Regions from separate parts of the Mus musculus genome. Here region 2 is linked to region 1. A link is a contact called in public Hi-C data. All regions are on one chromosome and are shown on one strand. The core of a region is the stretch at or near the end of the contact, and the rest is flanking DNA. Distances in the headings are between cores, read along the strand shown.

What was found. Hi-C and Micro-C count contacts between places; a contact is called where the count stands out from the background.
Region 2: a Hi-C map of cerebral cortex shows a contact between it and region 1, with 2.0 times the contacts expected there. The contact joins two enhancer-like sites. A contact is called at or near these places in 2 of 484 Hi-C or Micro-C datasets (cerebral cortex and liver) and 3 of 9 other capture datasets (adipose tissue, embryonic stem cells and liver).

What each region holds. Positions count from the first base shown.
Region 1 is chr12:82,102,848-82,106,420 of GRCm38.p6, forward strand. The region is part of intron 6 of Gm30799 (a long non-coding RNA gene); the gene reads left to right. Among named protein-coding and RNA genes, the nearest start is that of Gm30799, 35 kb to the left of the region's middle. Within about 2 kb of position 1,599, at least 57 of the 459 cell types and tissues checked have an H3K27ac peak or open chromatin away from gene starts, as enhancers often do. A contact at or near this core is called in cerebral cortex, where this site is marked.
Region 2 is chr12:82,333,551-82,337,123 of GRCm38.p6, forward strand. The region is part of intron 1 of Sipa1l1 (signal-induced proliferation-associated 1 like 1); the gene reads left to right. Among named protein-coding and RNA genes, the nearest start is that of Sipa1l1, 24 kb to the left of the region's middle. Within about 2 kb of position 1,716, at least 59 of the 459 cell types and tissues checked have an H3K27ac peak or open chromatin away from gene starts, as enhancers often do. A contact at or near this core is called in cerebral cortex, where this site is marked.

The sequences.
Region 1 (3,573 bases), core at 349-2,848:
AACCCCTTTAGTCTACTCATAGATCTTTCCTGAGCCCCGACTCTGTAACTCATAGGCACCCCTGCCTGAGAAAAGATGGCTGCCATGGAATGGCACCTCCCACTGTCTTCTCATGAACTCCTGGTGTTCTCCTCACCACCCCAAGGCGCCTGATCTGGTTGAAGGTGACATGAAGGTGACATGGTGACACAGAATGTGAATGGCTGAAGGCTAGAAATCTGAGCTGTCTGGGAACCCCCTCACCTCTCGTGTTTCTAAAATGACTTCGGAATTAGGGTGCAGGCATGCAAAGCCCAAGGGAACGCCATCATTTTCGAGGAGGCCAGCTGTCCCCAGATCCAGGCCAAGAAATCCTAGGATCTGATGGCCCACACTCAGCTATGTGGCCAAACCGCTTCACGTCTGTGCTTCAGAAGTGACTGGGTAGTTCCATTGCTGGTCTTAAAGGAAGGGCCTCTGACTTTTCCCAGAGATGATGGAGTTCTTGGTCCTACCTCCTTCTTGTCTGCTTAGGAATCTTTCTCGGCTCCCTTAGGTGCCTAAACTCCAGTTCACACGAGTGGGACATTTCTACATAATTTCCTTACATACAGTTGTTTCAGGGGGTTCCCAACCCACAGAGTCTCTTTCTGTGTCTCTCTGTGTCTCTCTGTCTCTCTCTCTCTGTCTCTCTGTCTCTCTCCCTCTCCCTCTGTTGCATTTTCTACCTGGTGTGGAGTGAAAGCAAAGCCAAGTTCTCTCTGAAGCCCAAACTAAGGGACTTGGTCCAAGTTCTTCACAGAACATTCTCAGCCAGCCTTGGTGGGAGCACATTTGTAATTTTAGTTCCTGAGGAGGCTGAGGCAGGAAGACAGCAAATCCACCGGTTATGTAGCAAGTTTGAAAGGCCTGGGCAACTTAGTGAGACCTTAAATAAAATAAAAACATAAATAAAATTATATAACCCATTAAAATGTTATTTATTATTATTATTGGGAGCGGTCATGTGCGCGCACACACACACTGGTATGTGCATGCTACGTATGGTGTGCCTGGGAGAATGGGGGCACTCCTTTGAGCAGTTGGTTCTCTCCTTCCACTTAGGATCTAGGACGGAAACTCAGCTCTCTAGGCTTATGTGGCTCCTGCTTTTACCCACTGAACCATCCCACAAACCTTAAGATAAACCTATTAAAGGGCCAGGTATACCTAACTCAGTGAGACAGTCCTTTGCCAGCATGCTCTGGGTCAATACCTAGTGATATGCCTACACAGAGTGTATCAAGATTCTCCAACACTGGGGTCACCCTTTCCAGCCTAGCCCTGTGGACTCAGGCTAAGCCTCCGTCCATCCTTATACCTGGTGCCTGGAATGTTCAGTGATAGTTTTAAGAGCATTAAAACTGCATGCCTGCTCCTGCCCGCCTTACCCACCCATCAGTCTAGAAGCCGTATCCGTTCCCCTCCTCCTGGTTGTGGTTCACATCTCCATCCTGCTGCTGTTCTCGCACATGCTCAGAACAGCTGATGATCTGATTTGTGTTTTCCAGATCTGTTGCCTCGCCCGCATCCCCAGGCTGGCAGATATTTTAAGCACATGAATCAGGGTATCTGGCATGGCTTCCTCTGCAGCAGAGCTCCGGCTGCAGGCATAATGAAGTTGGGAGGGGGAACAGTTCAACTTATCAGGGAGGAGCTTTGCGTTGGTAACTAGTCTGCCTGGCAACAGCACAGGCAAAGAAAGATACCGGGCCCCTTAGTATCAGAGTCAAAGCGTGCACCCCCAAAGATCAGCATCTTTATACAGTTTCCCTTTGCTGCGGGGGAGGGGGAGAGTATGCTCCTTTTTAAAAAAAAGGAAGATAAATTTTGTCTGTGCATGTTCCAAACGATCGATGTTCCCTACCAAGCCACAAGATAGGGAGATGTGATGGGCAGCAATGTCATCGGTCCGTGGCGATCCATGGGTCATAAGAACTCCATTTCTGAAGTAAAATGGGTGGCTGGAAAAGAATTGGCACCAGGCAGTGACCTCCATGATTCTGTGTGGGCATCTTGTTTGCAGAATGGGGCTGGAGACAGGAGAGAAGCTAGCATTCTTTTCCATTTCTAGTCTCCTGAGCATGCACGCATGCCTGATACCGGTCTATTTCATGAGGAATTCATGCAGAATGAGGGGCAAAGCAGATAAAGGATGGCATGGACTTCCCAGTACTTGGGGTGACTTCAAGACCTCTCAATGTATAGGACGGACAGTGACTGACACAGTCGAAGCGGAACCAGGGTGTGTTGGATACGACTTGGCCCTGGCTCTGTTGATACTGGAGGCATCCTGAAATTGTCTCTCCTTTCCCCTTCCCAGTTTCCTTTCCACCATGTGGAGAATGAGCCAATGATTCCACAGAAGTCTTCCCAGGTCTGGCATTCTAGAATTCCAAAGTCAAAGATAGTTTTACCATTCTGAAGCAGAACGTTTAAAATGTTCCTGTAAATGTTTATAAATCAGACACCTGAATCGTTAGCTTCTCCCTTCTCATCTCAGTGTGCATACAAGCCTTCAGGCTTCAGTGTCTCCGAGCATACACAGGCCATGGGATCTGGGATGCATTTACATTTTTAGCATCAGTGTAATTCTATTTGGCTTCGAGCCACAGGAAGTTCAAGCCTGATTCAATTAAAAGTTTTATAAAATGAGATTTTAAAAATGAAAGACAACGCATTGCATATGCGAACCCATTGTACTTTATATTGGTATCCAGTCAGGCACATTAGGGGCGACTTGTGCTCAGGCCAAGAATCTGTTAACAATCCACAGAGTCGAATATTTTACTGTCTTATTTGGAAGCATGGAATTTAGGAGCTGGCAGGGGCTTAGAAGGTAGGCAGGCATGGCCTGTCCAACAAGGGCGAGAGGACTTTGAGTTCGGCTCCTCCTGATGCAGTCTTCACGGTATGGGCCGGAAAGGCAAGCAGATGAAAAGCCATCTGTTAAACCTGGTGACGAGAAGGCCGTCAACCACATAAAACAGAATTGGATTCAGTCTGCTTCTCTTTCCGTGGAAAGCTTCCAGAGCAGGGGCGAAATTCCTGCAAGTCAGTGAAGGGGTGGAGACAACAGGGCAGATGACAGGCAGAGGGAGAAACAGCCCAGGTAGCAGCTGCAGCTGGGTTTTCCCCGTCCAGCCCACACTGCAGAGAGGCAATCCTCCTTGGGAACAGAATGGAAGACAACTCAAGACTCAGAAGGGAACTTTGAGCCACTGTAAACGGAGAAACCAAAGAGCCTCAGTAATTGGTCAAAACTCCAGGTCTGGGTAGACAGGCATATGTCGGTGGAGCCTTGAAGAGAAACTCAGACAAAACCCATGGGGACAAAGATCCCGAGATGAGCCAGATTTGAGTAGCTGGGGACAGTCCCAAGCTACAGAATGGGAAGGCATTGTTCAAAGGTGAACGGTTCTCCACCGGTTCCTGCTGAAATCTCGGATCCCAGCTGGTGTCACTATTTTGGGAGGTATTGGAGACTCTCAGGAGTGTGGCCAAGGCCCGCCCCTCTCCCCCAGGAAGGGGGCATGCCTTTGAAGGGTGGATCTT
Region 2 (3,573 bases), core at 466-2,965, 230 kb after region 1:
GGCAAGAGGGCCGGGGGAGATGAGCGGGTGTCAGCCTTCCTTTCCTACTGGCATGACATTTGTGAATCGGAGAGCTGAAACTGAAGCCCCTGTGAGCTGTGTGGTGGTGACACCTGAACTCAGGGCTGGAACTGTGCTCTCTTGTTGTATCAACCTAGGAACCGCCCACACTACTCCAGCCTCTCCGCATTTCACCTGGGATCCTCTGGCCTCTATTTCTAACCCTTAGTTTTCAAAAATACTGGTCACCAGGGAGGAAATGCCCAAACATGTAGAGTTAATTATGGGATTCCAGAGTGGAGGAGCCTACTACAAGGAGCAGAGCTTGAGGATTAGACTATAGAGGCAACAGAGCCCCCATCTCTTCTGCACTGCAGGGTGTCTTTGAGAAATGCAGAGGTATCTCTTCACACGGCTCCAGTGTTATTAGAAAAGTATGTTCTGGAAGGGCAACCTGGCCTGACAGCTCCAATAAGCAGTGAGGCATGAGGTCTGTTCATAGGCGGGCTCTGCTTGGCTATTTAACCTTTATGGGTTTCTACTTTCTGGCCCTGAGCTTCCTCATGTGGGGAATCTAGTTCTCACCAAGGTCGTCTTCACGGAAATTGACAGTTTTGTGTTTGGAACGTTGCCTTAGTAACTCAAGCCCAGTCATCTGGTAGTTCTTAGTGACATGGCACCTTACCCATTTCCTGCAGCCTAGTGAAGGAAGCCATGTGGAGGGAGCCTCTGTTTAGCCCTGCCTTTCAGGCCTACTTTAGGCCAAGGTGGGCCTGGTAGCTGTTGAGATGCTCTGAAGGGTCCCAGACTGACCACCAGTTTAGAAGCCGCTGCTGCCACTGTTTATTATTTTCCTCCTGGATGGATGCATTTCTAGTAGACCCAGAGCCTGGGGGAGACTTAAGAAGTGACATGGACTGGACAGGGAGGCCTTTTTCTTCTGTATTAGCTAATTATTCATTCTTTAACTGCCAGCACAAATGTGTTGAGTGTGTGCCCACCTCATAGAAAGCACCTGTGTTACACATAGCCCACTTACCTTGTGTTGCTGGGTGTGATATTTCCCTTCTGAACTATTTCTCTGTTCGTGGAGTCTGAGATCCTCAACTCACTGGCTGCTTATGAGGACTGAGACATATGACAGAGTCCCTCCATATAGAGCCTTTAGTCACAGCTTGTGTGTGGGCATCCAGATGCAGTGATGAATAGATCGGACTGTCTGCAGTCTGTTTGAGGAAGTGCTACTAACAGGGAGGGAGGGATTCCATGTGTCTATCCGGAGGCTTTTCTTTTAGAGTCTTCCTTAGGTGATGTTCTAGAATCCTGAGTGCACTGTAGGAGCTGCTGCTGTTAATTCTTGAGGCCCGCTGATTTGGATTTGAGTTGTGCTTAGAACAGACTGTTCTTGCTGCCCCTTGACTCTTCAAGCTAACTGTGGTGTACTTTTTCAAGTGCACTTTGTTAAATTGTCTTCAGAACATATAATGTTCAAAAAAAAAAACCCCACCATGCTCTTAACAAAGCCATTTTGAGGCTCCTTTCTTGAGCTGTCTGGTTTCTACACATCACTTTTCTCTTCCCTCAACTAGATAGCTGCAGGGATTTGAGGCTGGAATGTGCCTTTCTGTGCAGGAGGGTGGGTCCTAGCTAACAAGCTGGCAGCCTGCAGAAGCTTTCCTGCTGAGGCTGATTCCTCTGAGAATCCTTATTAGCATTCATTAATCAGTGGGTGCTGGGAGGGAAAGCATTTCCCAGGTCACACCAGCTCCTGTGACTATGCTGCTAGTCTCCTTGGCTCCTGCCTGCACTGCCAGTGCCTGGTGCTCTTCAGTGCTGCTCTCCAGAAAGCTGCTCTTCGAGGCCACAGTGACATCATTTAGCTGAAAGCTCTAGAGAAGGAGAGTGGTGACAAGGACAGATTCAACCCAAGGAAGGGACCACCTGTGTTTGTTTGCCAGCTTTGTCTGATTTCTGGGGTCACTAAAGTCTTGGGAAGGGTTGAAGTGGAGACACTGGTTGTGAAGGGACTCAATGTCAAAATGAAATCTAAAGAAAACATTTGTCAGTGAGGAAGAGATTAGCTAAGCTAGTCATCTCCATGTAGCCGTTATTCAGATACTGTAAACATCTCTTTTCTAAAGTGGCCGGGCTCTCTTAACCCTCTTCCAGTTCATTGTAATTGGAAGGTTTAGCACAAGGACATCTCATGGAAGCACTTGCTCTGTTCAGGTTTGACTGTGCACTGATTTGAATGATGGAGGATTAACACGGGGCCGTGTTTTATCAGTATTATTATTTGAAGGTCTGTTCAATGCCCTACATTCCCAGATCACGTTCTGTGTTTTTAGCAACAAATTTATGTTTTTCTAATAAGTTTTGTTCTGATTGTAGATGATAACACTTGCTCATTTTAGAAGATAAAAAACTAAAGCCTCGAGTTAGAATCTATCCAAAGATAAACATAAATCCTCTGGTAAACTTGCTCTGTGTGTGTGTGTGTGTGTGTGTGTGTGTGTGTGTGTGTGTGTGCACGCTCTCAAGCGAGAGGCAGGCAGGCAGGCAGACAGACAGACAGACACTGGGCTACTTTATGTTGATGAGTCTGTGATCAAATTAAGAAGCTTCTTAGAACCAAATGTGGTGATGTAATACCTGTAACCACCACACATGGGAGGCAGAGGAAGGAGAATCATGAGTTCAAGTCCAGCCTCAGCCAAGAGTAATTTTTAAAACAAGCTGGGCTATATGAGATCCTGTTGCAAAAAAAGAAAAGAAAAACAAAAAAAGAAAAAAGGAAGGAAGAAAAATCTGTTGGTTTGGATAGAGTCGATAGTGACTTTTAATCTATAAATCTCTAAGTTTCAACAAGGTTTATGGATGATGATGTCCTGAGAGAGATCATAGTATCCCTGCCTTACTTGCTTCCAGAACTCTTCTGTGGATAAATAACTAGATCTGAGCACAGTTGAAGAAACCATGACAAGAATTTCCTGCTGAGCACCTACCCTGGGATAGCGGGCTGCCCCACACCGCGTTTCTCACTCTTCCTAGATTGTCCTGGGAGATCACTGGGTCATCTTCAACCATCCCTATTTGGCTGTAGCACTGGAGAGCTGTAAAGTACAGCCTGGGATGCTGCAGCCTCTGGTACCCACCCCACCCATTGTACATTCTCCTGGGGGACCCCTAGGCTTACCTTCATGCCCTGCCTGGGCACACAGAAAGTTGTAGTGCTGCTCTGTTTATGTAGTTCCTTGAGATCTATACTGTCCTTCACTGTTCATTTATTTCTCTGCTTGGTAGTAATTAATTTTAGAAATTACAAAGAAGGATGATAGCAAGTGTCATGGCCAGAAATTTAGAGCTCATAGCTGAGAGGTAGGTAGTTAATTCTAGGTCAGCCGAATAGCCTGTCTAGTATAGTATTGCTAGAGTACCTGTCTCTGTGCATACTGCCTACCCACAGAGCTGAGCCGTCGCAGGGCCTGCTTCCCACCGTAATGTCTGTATTCTGCTGCGCCCATGCCTTCGGCCTCACCCTGAAACACTCGCTGTTCATCACGCCTTGCAAGG